Linked DNA regions of Sus scrofa: region 2 is linked to region 1. A link is a contact called in public HiChIP or PLAC-seq data. All regions are on one chromosome and are shown on one strand. Each heading gives the region's core, a stretch centred on a gene start, on an enhancer-like site or on the middle of the called end of the contact. The rest is flanking DNA. Distances are from core to core; before and after follow the strand shown.

Evidence for each region. HiChIP or PLAC-seq counts read pairs in DNA pulled down with a chosen protein or histone mark.
Region 2: a contact with region 1 is called in an H3K27ac HiChIP or PLAC-seq map of alveolar macrophages. The contact joins the promoter of MOCS3 here to the promoter of BCAS4 in region 1. A contact is called at or near these places in 1 of 47 Hi-C or Micro-C datasets (brain) and 2 of 2 datasets of contacts at active chromatin or transcription factors (alveolar macrophages and skeletal muscle).

Annotation. Positions count from the first base shown.
Region 1 is chr17:52,235,703-52,242,184 of Sscrofa11.1, reverse strand. It overlaps BCAS4 (breast carcinoma amplified sequence 4), which reads right to left and starts at 2,786. Exons shown (of 5, transcript NM_001123082.1): 1 at 2,592-2,786. The coding sequence starts at 2,771.
Region 2 is chr17:52,374,335-52,380,816 of Sscrofa11.1, reverse strand. It overlaps MOCS3 (molybdenum cofactor synthesis 3), which reads right to left and starts at 3,474. Exons shown (of 1, transcript NM_001101819.1): 1 at 1,106-3,474. The coding sequence starts at 3,457. The coding sequence ends at 2,090. DPM1 (dolichyl-phosphate mannosyltransferase subunit 1, catalytic) reads left to right here and starts at 3,779. Exons shown (of 9, transcript NM_001101820.1): 1 at 3,779-3,936. The coding sequence starts at 3,779.

The DNA of each region.
Region 1 (6,482 bases), core at 1,537-4,036:
GGGCTGCTGAGAGCAAACGGGAGAAAGATCGAGAGAGACGCTAAGGTTACTTAAACCCGAAAGCAGGGAGACAAACGAAATGTCCATCCTTGGGGGCATGGTTCATAAATTACAGGACATCCATAGGATGTCGCCTATGCAGAGAGGACCTCAGGTTCCACAGCTAGAAAGTCAGCATGACAACATCCTCGCCGCTGGGTCACTGGCATAACCCGTGAACAGAGAGCAGGACGCTGCTGGCGCATAGTGTGTGCTCAGAAAATAGGAGCAGGGGGTTACTGGGACGCCTAGGAAGGAGAAGGCCGACGCTCTCCAATATGGAAGCCACAGCCTTTGATGGCGATTAGGTGTTTAAAATGAGGCTGGTCCACGGCAAAATGTGTTGTTCAGTATTCAAAGCCCGATTTTGAAAACTTAAAGAATACAAATACCTCATTAAATTTTTTACATTGATGACATGTTGAAAGGAATATATATGTTATATATATATATTACATATATATATATTTTGCTTTTAAAGGCCACACCTGTGGCACATGGAGGTTCCTAGGCTAGGGGTTTAACCAGAGCGACAGCAACTCGGGATCCAAGCCTGGTCTGCAACCTACACCACAGCTCACGGCAACACCCGATCCTTAACCCACTCAGCGAGGCCAGGGCTCAAACCGGCAACCTCCTGGTTCCTAGTGGGTTTCATTTCCTCTGTGCCACGACGGGAACTCCTGAAAGGCTATTTTGGATACATTTAAGTATCCAAATGATAGAGGACATTATACGATTAAGATGTACAAGTTTCAGTGTACTGAAACTTGTACATCTCAATCGTATAATGTCCTGTCAATTATATCTCAACAAAACTGGAAAACAAATACACTGAAACTAATCCCATCTGTTTCTTTTTTCTGTGGCTCCTGGAATATTTAAAATTACATGGATGGGAGTTCCCGCTGTGGCTCAGTGGTTAATAAACCCGACTGTGATCCCTGGCCTCGCTCAGTGGGTTAAGGATCCGGCGTTGTGGTGAGCTGTGGTGTAGGTCAAAGACACAGCTCGGATCCTGCATTGCTGTGGCTGTGGTGTAGGCCAGCAGCTGGAGCTCTGATTCCACCCCTAGCCTGGGAACCTCCATATGCTGTGGGTGTGGTCCTAAAAAGACAAAAGACAGAAATAAATATTTAATTAATATTACATGGATGGCTCACATTTATGGCTCAAATTATACTTCTATTGGACAGCTCTTACAGATACATTCTGACATGGAAATATGTCCACACTATTCTCAAAATTGGGATATAATTCACATACCATAAAATTGACTCTTTTAAAGTGTGTAATCCTGTGGTTTTCAGTGTATTCAATCTTGTGCGATCATTATTAGCACAATTCCAGAACATTTTCATCACCCATAAAAGCCCTACACCTTTCCGTTAAGTCACTCCCCATCTGTCCATGCTATTTTGTTTTGTTTTAGGGCCGCACCTGCAGCATATGGAAGATCTGGGGCCAGGGATCTAATCAGAGCTGCAGCTGTGGCAACTCAGGATCCTTAACCCACTGAATGGGGCCAGGGATCAAACCCTCGGAACCTGAGTCCTCAGAGAGAAGATCTGGTCCTTAACCCGCTGCGCCACAAGAGGAACTCCTGTCCATACTATTTTGAACAAAGAGAAATCAGTTACAGAACAGTATTTTAGTATCAAGTGGATTTTTTGGTAAAAACTATATACAATTATTAGTATATACACATAGCTACATTTGTCAATGCATTGTTACTACGTTTGGAATGAGGTACACCAAACTGTGAATGATGGTTGTCCCTGGGAACTAGAATTGGGGTGAGAGAGCAAAAAGAGAGGGTTCTTATCCCTTTATGTTAAATACTTCTCTACTGCTTCTGAGATTTAAAAGGAGAATGGGTTGAATTTCTGGCCTAATTAACTCCTGGTAAATAAGCTGTTCACGGCACTGTCAACAGACTAGCTTCAGCTGGAAGATAAAGAGTCTAGTTTTAGGTCTACTTTTTATTCTGTGCTTTTAAAATAGAAAGTAGAGCCAGAGACCATGTATTTTCCCTCCTAGCGACAGAAGCGGACCGAGGCCGGGTGTTCCCCCACACAGCCGCAGCCCGCCCGCCTCCTCCTGGCATCTGGCAAGCAGCTCAGAACCGAGCAGGCCGAGCGCCCGGGCAGGGGCAGGACCGGGGTGGGGCGGGGGGGGGGGTGTCAGCCTGCCCCCCGCCCCCCGCGCGCGTCCCCGAGGCCCAGGCTGGCAAAGGGCAGCAGCTCCGAGCGCGCTTCGGTCGGGCGGGAAGAGAGTCTGGGCCCCTGGGCCGTGTGGGCTGGAGAAGGGAGCAGGCGCGACCTGACGCGCATCTCTGGGTGACGCTAGGCAGCCACCCCTCCGCCCAAGAGGGGCCTCTCGGGCCGCCAGAGCCAGTCTGCAGCCCCAGCGCCTGGTACAAAAGGATGTTGCGAGAAGCCGTGGGTCCGGGTCCAGAGCGCTAGGGATCCCCATCCGTCCACTCTCCCCCGAGACACGCGGGCCCAGCATCCCCCGACCTCGTCTTCCCCACTTCCAACCGTGTCCCCTACCTCAGCCCCGGGCTCGGGGGTCAGGAAGAGAGCGAGCTCGTGCGCCCCGCTGCGCACCGGCTCCGGCCGGTCCGCGTCCAAGAGTAGCATCAGGAGCTCGGCAGGGTCCAGCTGGCGGAGGCTGTCGGAAAACACGCCGCAGCGTCCCGTCCCCAGAGCCCCGCCCCCGGCCGACTGCATGCCCCGTGGCCCGCCTGGCGGAGGCGGGGCAGGTGCGTATCCCGTGGCCGCGGCCCACGCCTCCCGGAGCGCCGGGCCGAGTGCGCAGCGCCACCCAGTGGCGCGCCATGCTCGCTGCGCCCGGCCCGCGCACCACCTGGTAAACCAGCGATTCTCAAACGTGCTTTCAAATTGCAATCACCTGGAGCTCTTTTAAAACTTCCGCAGTCCAGGCCAGATAGTCTCTGGGGTTGGAACCTGGGCATCGGTAGCTGGTCAGGTGATTGTAACATACAGCCGAGTTTGAGAACCATCGATATAGACTACCCCTTTTCATTTGACTCTGGTGGTACAGCGGTTCCCAGCTCCCACAACACTTGAGAATGCCCTGGGGAGCTTCTAAAAGCCCGGAAGCCAGGCCTTACACCAGGCCCATTCAGCCGGAATCTCTAAGGGGTGGGGCTTGGGCATCAGTAGTTTGTAAAGCACTCCGGGTGGTTCCAGCGCGCATCCAGAATAGAGAACTGCTCTCTCAGACTCGCCTTTCATTTAAAGACCATTCCGCCCCCCCATCAACCCCGCCCACAGGCCTGCACGAGGACAGCATCTTTGCGTCAGGACAGTCCTGGAAGTTAGGGAAGCCGGGTAGCGCGAGCCTCTTCCTCCCAGGGTCGGCTTTGAAAATAAGCTTCCCAAGGGAATTCTTAAAGGCACTGCATTTGACACCTCCCCTCCCCCATTCAACACACATCCCTAGGAGGTTAATCTAGACCCCTTAGAGGCTTAAGAGGGTGGGGGTGGGGGGGTCCAAAAGAGTGCTAGCGAGGAAGAGTTCTGAAAAAGGTAATGAGGTATAGGGAATTCTAGCTTTCTCATTTTTCCTATGATAATTTTCTTTTAACATGTTAAATTCGTTTTTAAAAATCAGGCTGGGCTTAAGGTTGCAAATGAATATACAAGGCTCCCCTCCCGCCTGCCTTGTTAAATCTGAGTTTATATTTTATCTGACAACCGTAGGTAGCGGGCGTGAGCACACGCTAGAACCGTCTTGGGGATGACCCATCACCTGTGGTCCCCCTTCCACAGCTGCCCACGGCTAATGTCTGGACATCTCCGCCCAAACATTCAGGTCTTCAGGCCAGAGTAATTTTCAGGAAAATTCTTGGCACGGACGTGGGCTTCGGGTGCTTAGGAGAAGGGTTAGCTAGGAACTCACTGAACCTGGGACTGGCCATTCATTGCTGTCCTGATACATCTGATGCCCAGAGCAAGTCACACACCTAGGAACACACACCTAGGAACCCCCCTCTGACCCCTCCCTGCTGCTGGCTGGCTGGGGCCCTCCCTCAGAAAAGCCCAGAACTGGCCTCAGATTAGCCAATCAGGCCCCAGCTCCACAAACTTCCCTGTGATGGAAGAATCTCAAAAACATAATGCTAAGGAAAGTAAAAAAAAGACAAGTCGCAGAAGGCTCTGTAGGGCACGCTGCCATTAACATAAAGTTTTAAAAACATGCGAAACCGCACTATATATTGTTTATGGATACAGACATATGGAGTAAAAGTCTAAAGCTGTGCACGGCGGTGACACACACATTCGGGAAAGGGGTTACTTGGGGGTGGGGGAGAGGACGTGGGGGGGGGGAAGAGGGGTTTCGATTCTATTTGTAATGGTTCATTTCTTCTCCCGAGGCTCCTTGCAGAATTTGAACTTTTCAAATGCTTAACATGACTGCCTGGGAGAAAACAAACAAACAAAACCCCAGAAACTCCTAGGGTATTAGCTAAAAGTGCCGCTTCCCCAGGGCCCAGGCCCCAGGCCCCTGAAGACAGGCTGCTTGGGGAAGGGGTCTGCACGCTTTGCACGCGTCTCGGGGAAGCAGGCCCCCCCCCCCCCCCCCCCCCCCCGCCAAGTGGGCCAGCCAGCGGTCATTTCGTTTTTAGTCTTTTTTCCTAAACGTAATGATGCCTTAGAAAGATTTAGCTTAAAATTCAGCTGCTGGGAGCCCCACCCCAACTTTCAGAATCGGGGTCTTTGGGGAGAGGGGCAGCTGGCCAGGGGCATCTTTAAAAGCTCTGCAGTGGGTTCTGATGCTGCGCATCGCAGGCCGAGGGTAATCCGCGTCCAGCTTCTTCCCGCCGGCTTCTGCCAGGGACCCCCGGGGGGAGGCCAAATTCATGCTTTTCAACAAAGAAGACTGAAATTTAAAAAAAACCTCCCTGGCCTCTCAGAGGCGCTTGGGGTGACCCTGGGGCAGGCGGCGGGCCGGAGGCCTGGAATGCAGCCCGCCTGGGCCGCACCCTGCCCAAACCAGTTTGAACCAGCTGCGGGGATGGAGTCGTGGCGCGTCCCCACGAGCTCCCTCTGGCGCCCAAGCCCGGCTCCGAGCTGCTGCTCCGGCCTCCGGCTCAGGAGTCCCCTGCGGGGGCAGGCGGCCAGCTGGCTCCCTCCCAGCCTGGGGTGGGGCCATCGGGCTGCCTGGCCCTGAAGACCCCCGGGAGCCGGGGGAGCCCCGGGCTGGGCTCCCCGGGGCCACACAGCCTTCCACCCCCATCCCATCTGGCTTCACCTCCAGCTACAAAATGGTTGCCGGTTAGCATCTGCTCAAGGTCACCTCTGCAGGCTCGGGCCTCAGGCACACAAAGGTTCCAGATAGGCAGTGGTTCCCAAGCTCAGCTGCACCCTGGAAACTTCCAGAATATACTGAGGCCCAGCAGCTCCCCAGAAGCTGTGATTTAATTAGCGGGGGCTGTGGCCTCGGTTGGAGAGGGTTAAAGAATCCCCCAGGTTCTCTAATCCCTGTAGCTCCAATGCTTGCTTAACTCTGCCGGCTTGTGACCTGCAGCAGAATCATGAAGCCACTGTTTCTAAAGGTCCTTGCAAATGTGTCCTAAAAGCTTCCTGTGTGTGGGACATTAGCTACCCTCCAGTCTCCACCAAACCCCGGCAGGCAGGGAGGCTCTGCTAAGGCCCGTTTTAGAGACAAAGGAACTGAGACCTTGAGAAGTTAAGTCACTCGCCAGGGTTTGTCATTAGTAAGTGGAAGGGTCAGGATTTGAACTTGGACAGTCCGATCCCAGAACCCACGTCCTAACTGGCTACTCACACCATACTGCCTCCTTCGTGATGACTCTCCTTTGGTCCTGTGGCTGCCTCCCCAGCCAAACCTGGCCTGTGGGGAAGCTGGCAGCTGCCCTGCCCGGGGCTGCTGGCCCTGCTCACTGCCCGCCCTAAGCTCCCTGTAGCCACCTCTCTTCCTGTGCCTAATTCCCCCGTGCCCGCCAAGTCAGGTCAGACACCTGCTCCCAGCCCTCCCTTGCCAGTCTTTTACTCCTTTTCTCTTTGAATCATAAGATGCAAATGGGGGCCCACAGAGCAGGGCCAGGACCTGGAGAAGGCGAGAGAGGCACTTGGGGTACAGACTGTTAAGAGGCCTCAGGGTCAGGGTCAGCCCCAGGGCAGTGAGGGGCTCCTTCTGTTTTGCGCCCTGGGCATAGCCCCTGCCTCACCAGAGTCCTGGCCTCGCCCCTCGGGAGTCTGCTGCAATAGCTGGCGACTGTGGTCCCCCATATTCATGCGCTGAAATCCTGACCCCCCCAGGCGATAGTCGGAAGAGTGGGGGCCCTTTGGGAGGCGACTAGAGCAGGAGGGTGGAGCCCTTGTGGGTGGGATTATTGTCTTTATAGATGTGACCCAAGAAGACCAGCCTGCTGGTGTTCCTGTGGTGGCTCG
Region 2 (6,482 bases), core at 2,225-4,724, 140 kb before region 1:
CAGAGCCACAGCGACTCGGGATCTGAGCCTGTCTGCAACCTACACCACAGCTCACAGCAACGCCAGATCCTTAACCCACTGAGCAAGGCCAGGGATCGAACCTGCAACCTCATGGTTCCTAGTTGGATTCGTTAACCACTGAGGCACGACGGGAACTCCTATCATACTTTTAGCATGCCCATTCAAAAATGAGGTGCAGGGAGTTCCCGTCATGGTGCAGTGGAAACAAATCCGACTAGGAACCATGAGGTTGTGGGTTCAAACCCTGGCCTCACTCACTGGGTTAAGGATCCGGCGTTGCCGTGAGCTGTGGTGTAGGTCGCAGATGCAGCTCAGACATGGCTTTACTGTGGCTGTGGTGTAGGCCAGCAGCTGTAACTCTGATTCCACCCCTAGCCTGGGAACTTCCATATGCTCGGGTATGGCCCTACAAAAACCAAAAAAAAAAAAAAAAAAAAGAGTCTGTGTCAGAGATTGAAAACTGGTGACCTGAAGAAGGTTTTGTCTGGCCCACAATGCTTTTAAACTTTTTAAAAAAATTGTAGTCAGAGATACAATGATTTCACATTTCTATCTGCATTTCTGGTGATTACAGGTCTGCATGCAACCATCAGCTGAAGAATAGGGGCCTCCTTTTGACACGCCACAGATTGTTCAATTTGCCACCAATATACACTCACATACCAAATTTTTGCTTTTAATTTTGTTGTTCATGTCGGAAGTTGGGCAGTCTACCTGCCAATTCATGAAAATACTGTTTAATATTCTTATTAGTAAGCAAAAACACTGATGCTTTATAGTGTTATAAAATGCTGCAATAAATTACATCAAAATAGAAAAGGGAAATTAAACGTGAGTGGTGAGCTGTTCAGTGGGTATAAAGTCTCAGTCATGCAGGATGCGAGGTTCTGGAATCTGGTGCCCAGCAAATGCATACAGTTGACAATATTGTGTTGTACACGTGGAAACTGTTGGGAAGGTCAACTTTATGTTATGTATTTTTTGGCCACACACACACAAATTGATGTAATTCTCAGCATTAACAGGAGGAAAAAAGCATGTTAAAATGCAGAAAAAGCATTTGCTAAATTCAATGAAAACTCTTAGCAAACTATAACCAGAAATTTATTTAATCTGATAGAGGGTATTTATCTACAGTAAAGCATTAACAAGTAATAGTCAAATATTCAAAGTTTTTCACCCAAAATTGTGAAGAAGAGAAAAATGTTCATTACTGCACTTTAATTCAGGATTTGGCATCCTGGCCATACGGTAAAGCCAAAAAAATTCTAAATGTGCACAACATAAGGTGGACCCACAAACTAACTCTAAGAAGAAATCAGCAACGTATTAAACTGATGGACTGCAAAGGTGGTTTCTACCTTGCTAGACTGTAAATCTCTCACTTGGCTTTTAATTCAAAATATTTAATAGAATGACCACTTCCCACATAATTTTAGTTTAACTATTTTCACAATTTACCTTTGAGCACTGATTTCTCTCGGACATATTCTGTAATTTTAAGTGGAAATAACATCCAAAGAATGCCTAAGTAAGCAATAAGCTGATCTTAACTATATCACCTGTGAGCAATTCAGTATGTTTTCTACACCTTTCCAAGCATTAAAATGGACGATTTAAAGAGCTCTTCATGGGAGCGGTCAAAAAAAGGGAGAACAGGCAAATGATTGGCAGTTCAAAACACAAAATCCGGTCACCTTTTACCTCACCTGTTCGAGACACCATTCAAGTTCTGAAAACACAAGACAGTTCTCAAAAACAGTATTATAATCCATTAATAACCACATCATCCCATAAATTATAATTGAAAAGTCCCTTATAAAAGACGTCCACGTGCAGTTCGTTGGTGGCTCAGCGGGTTAAGGATCCAGCCGCTGTCACTGCTGTGGGGTGCATAGGCGGGGACAAAAAAAAAAAGTCCCTGTATTTACAGCTATTGCAGAATCCCAGGCTCTTCCGTACATTAGTGAAAAAAAATGCAAATAAATTAATGGGGAAAAAAAAAAAAAAAACCTTTAGGTAGCATGGCAACGCACGCTTTTCGCTGGTCAGACTCTACCAACCCACCTCAGTACTGCGGAAACGTCCCATCGACTTTGGCAGCCCAGGCCATGAGGCCCCCCACGACATCCTGAACTAGTAAAGAGTCTAAGTCTGGCAAGGACTGCAGGATCTTCACGGCTTTCTGGGAGTCGTTGCCCAGTTTGCAAATCACGTAAATGGGGAGAGATGCCCCTTCCTGTGTGCCCTGCTTCCCTTCCCGGATTGCTTCTCCTAAGAGTTTCAGGCTCTCCGCATCCCTCCGTTCCAAATGTTTCAATGGGATGTGTAGGGCATGAGGCAGACGACAGATGTCCACCTCTACTTGAGGCCTGACGTCCAGCAACAGGTGGGGTGACCCAGAATCCAGAAGTCGTTTATAGTCGATGACAGAAACTCGCTCTTCTGGGCTCAGCAATTGCAGGGAGCGGCACTTATCGGTGGCCGAGGAGCCACAGAAGCCTTCGTAGTCCTGCAGCTCAGTAACAGTGGGCCGCTCCCCGCAAGCTGCACAGTCGGGCCTGCGCCTCCGCAGCTGAATGCGTCGGAAGAGTCCTCTGAGGGCATCAAAGAGCAACAGGCTGCCACTATAAGAGGGGCCCAGACCTGCAGCGATCTTCAACACTTCCAGCGCCTGCAGGCAGCCCAGGACCCCGGTCACCACACCAAGCACCCCGCCATCCGCGCAGTTGGTCACGGTCTCCGCCGGAGGTGGCTGGGGGAATACGCAGCGATAGCAAGGCCCACCGCCGTAGTGGTAGACTGTGATCTGGCCCTCGAAGCGCAGGGCGCTGGCCGACACGAGAGGCCTGCCGGCTAGCACACAGGCATCGTTAACCAGGTATCGAGTGGGCACGTTGTCGGAGCAATCGGCCACCACGTCATAGCGGCGGACGAGGTCTAACGCAGTGGCTGGCGTAAGCGCCTGGGCATAGGGCACGCACTCCACTGCCGAATTGAGACGGCGCAGTGAGGCGGCGGCAGAAAAGACTTTGGCCTGGCCGGCCAGTGCCTCGCCATGCAACACTTGGCGGGCCAGGTTGCTCACTTCTACTACATCGTAGTCCACAAGGCCCAGGCGACCGACGCCGGCCGCTGCCAGGTACTGCGCCAGTGGGCAGCCGAGCCCCCCGCAGCCCACGATCAGCACGGACGCGGTCGCCAGGCGCAGCTGTCCCTGCACGCCCAGCTCAGGCAGCACTAGCTGCCGGCTATAGCGCAGGATCTCATCTTGGGACAGGGCGGCCTTCGGCGGCAAGGGCGACACCGGAAGCAACCGCTCTGACTCCTGCTCCGCCAGGAGAGCCGCCGCCAGCCTGTGCTTCAGGGAGCTCAGCTCCTCTTCACGCCGCGCAACTTCAGCCTGGAGGGCCAGCACCTCCTCCCTGGCCGCCATGGCAGCCTCTTCCGGAAGTCATGAAAGACACTTCCGTTTCCTGCTTTCCCCGGGCTAGCCACGAGAATAAACTAAAAAACTTTATGAAGCTTGAGAAAAGATGATAAATAGATATGTATTTCCATAAGGGGAACCTCAGATTCAACTTGAAAGGTTCACGAGTCCTGACCATTTCCAATAGAAACACGCAGAGGGCCTTAGGAGCACTAGAATTCCGCCACAGAGACCACCCCCCTCTCCTAGGTTTGGTACGGTCCCGCTTGTCTCCTCCTCACGCCGCGTCGACGTCATTCCGCTTCCGACGTCGCGCGCAGCTCCGCCATGGCCTCCGAGGAAGCGAGTCGTAATTCTAGGTCTCGGTGGGAGCCGGAGGGGCGCTTCCCGCGGCAGGACAAGTATTCAGTGCTTCTGCCCACCTACAATGAGCGCGAGAACCTACCGCTTATCGTGTGGCTGCTGGTGAAGAGCTTTTCTGAGAGGTAGCGCGCCTGGCCACCCTCCCCGAGGAATGAGATGAGCTGGCTTCCCTGGCCTGATTGTCGGCAGTTGGCTGCGCGAGGCGGCCCTGCTTGTCCCCTCTTCGGCTCCCGCGGGAGGCCTCGGGGCGGAAGCCAGCCTACGAGGAGAGCAGAGGCGGACACTTCTGGGGTTCTCTCCATGTTTTGGTGTCATATTCCTGCCTTTGGGTTTTGTGAGACACTTCTTTATTATACACTCCCCGATTCCCCTCCCCCCGCTTTTTTCTTAGAAGGGTTAGCCACCCTTTCAGTTGGGGCGAGGCTGAAAGCCTGACCTCACTCTTAGCGGTCGGGATCTGCGGCAGGAGCCAGGACTCTAAGCGAGCCCGCTCACTCCCGCCCCCGTGCCCCCAGGGCTTATGTAAGCATGAGGTTTGGGCTCAATGGGTTAGGGAACTGCTGCTGGGCTGGACAGCCTTTCTGGAGAAGGCCTAAGGACTGATTCGCTAGTGGATGTTTATTTAATGTGATTGTTGGAAGGTGGGAAGTTTTGAAGTTTGAAGCGTTATACACTTTTTTTTTTTTTTTTTTTTAGCTTAAGAAAATGCTGGTGTCAGTACTTGGTGACTTATTTTGCCGTTACACAAATGGGATCCTATTGTGTAAATCTTTGAAGATCTTTCCATATCAGCACATACAGACTTCGCAAATTATTTTGAAAATGAGATAATGTCATATGGCTGTGTTTTAATTTTTCTAACCGGTTAATATTACCGAACGCGGATTATTTCCAAAGTGTTTTTTTTTCCTTTTTGACTTTTGCTTTACAAATGAGAACGAAGACTTTGTTTACAACGTATTTCCTACCATTTTTAAAAAAAGTGCTTAATGCATAATAAGTGCTCCTATATTAGGTAAACTTTGCAACAAACACATTCGTGCCTTTACTAGTATACCAGGGATAAAGTCTTGCTGTGGAATTGCTGAGTCAATAGAGATGTGCTTAAAATTGATAGTAGCTGTCAAGTTGCTCTCTTAAAAGATTGTACTGGCTTAGGACTTTTCAGCATTCATCAGAGAGTGCCTGTTTCCCCATCAGCCAGCCAACCTGAGCTTTATTAAACTTACATAGTTGGAAATGCTAATTGGTGAGATACATTGCTGTTTTGATTTTTCTTTTTTGATTTTTGATTTTGTTTTTTATTTTTTTAGGGCCGAACTCGAGGCACATGGAATGCCCAGGCTAGGGATGGAATGGAGCCAGTAGCTGCCTGCCTACACCACTGCCACAGCAACTCTGGCATCCTTAACCCACTGAGGATTGAACCCTCATCCTCATGGATACTAGTCGGGTTCGTTCCCACTGAGCCGCGATGGGAACTCTATTGTTTATAATTTTCTGAATGAAGTAACTGTCTTCACATTTATGGCCCTTCAAAGTTTTTTTGTCCGGAATCTTTTTCCTTCTTTTTTTTAATTTATATTTTAATTTCTATAAACTCCAAATTAGAGAAATTGTCATGTAGTTGATCTTGTCCTGGTTTGTTTTCTGATTATACAACATTTTTTGCTATTTAATTTTTTTATGCTATGCAGTTTATCTTTCAGTGGTTCCTGGGTGGGGTGTTTTTGTTTTTGTTTTTGTCTTTTTGGGCCACACCCGGCGGCATATGGAGGTTCCCAGGCCAGGGGCTGAATTGGAGCTGTAGCCGCTGGCGGAGCCCCAGCAGCCTACACCACAGCTGATGGCAACAGCAGATCCTTAACCCTGAACGAGGCCAGGGATTGAACCTGAAACCTCATGGATGCTGATTGGGTTCGTTAACCACTGAGCCACAGGGGAACTCCGTGGGTGGATATTTTTTAATCAAAATGAAGTTTAGTGAAGGAAACAACTATTTTCTTTTTAGATGCAGTTAAATGACCTAAAATCAGCTCAGTTTGATTCCTTTAAGCTACTTCACTCTCAGGTGGTGTGGCTGCTTTGAAGTTAGGGAGGGGGGTAATTTTGCTTATGAATGACTCAATTTGTTTATGAAGTGTATCTCTTTCAGCACAAGAACTGGAATCCTCATCTTAACTTGTTTTGGCTTGTAAAAGCGCTGTGGGAAGCTGAACTCATCTAAGATTAGATAGGCTGGGTTTTGCTTTCTTCCAAATATGCTGGGGCTGACTTTTTTAAAGCCTTTAGCTGTGGAAGGTGTTTTCTGGTAGATTTCCTTACACTGTATTTCTTAAAGCAAGGCCAGGAGGAAACAGAATATGGTGTTATGGGGGCTTGGCTGCACTTCCTTTTCTACTCCCTTAAGTTTCCCGATAAAGTTAAAAAAAACACTGTCTTGTTTAAAAGGGGCTGGGGAGAAGAAGATGTGGTGATCAAATGTAGATCCGACTATTGTGCTGGCTTGTTTCTAGAATAGAAACTATGACGAGAAGTTAATGAGAACAACAAAGATGTTAATGTTGAAGTGCATTGAAATCTTTGGACATTCTTTTTATAGTTGGGGTAATGGGTACAACTATTTGAAAAGGTGGTGTAAGAGATTGTCACTGTTCTAAAGTGGATT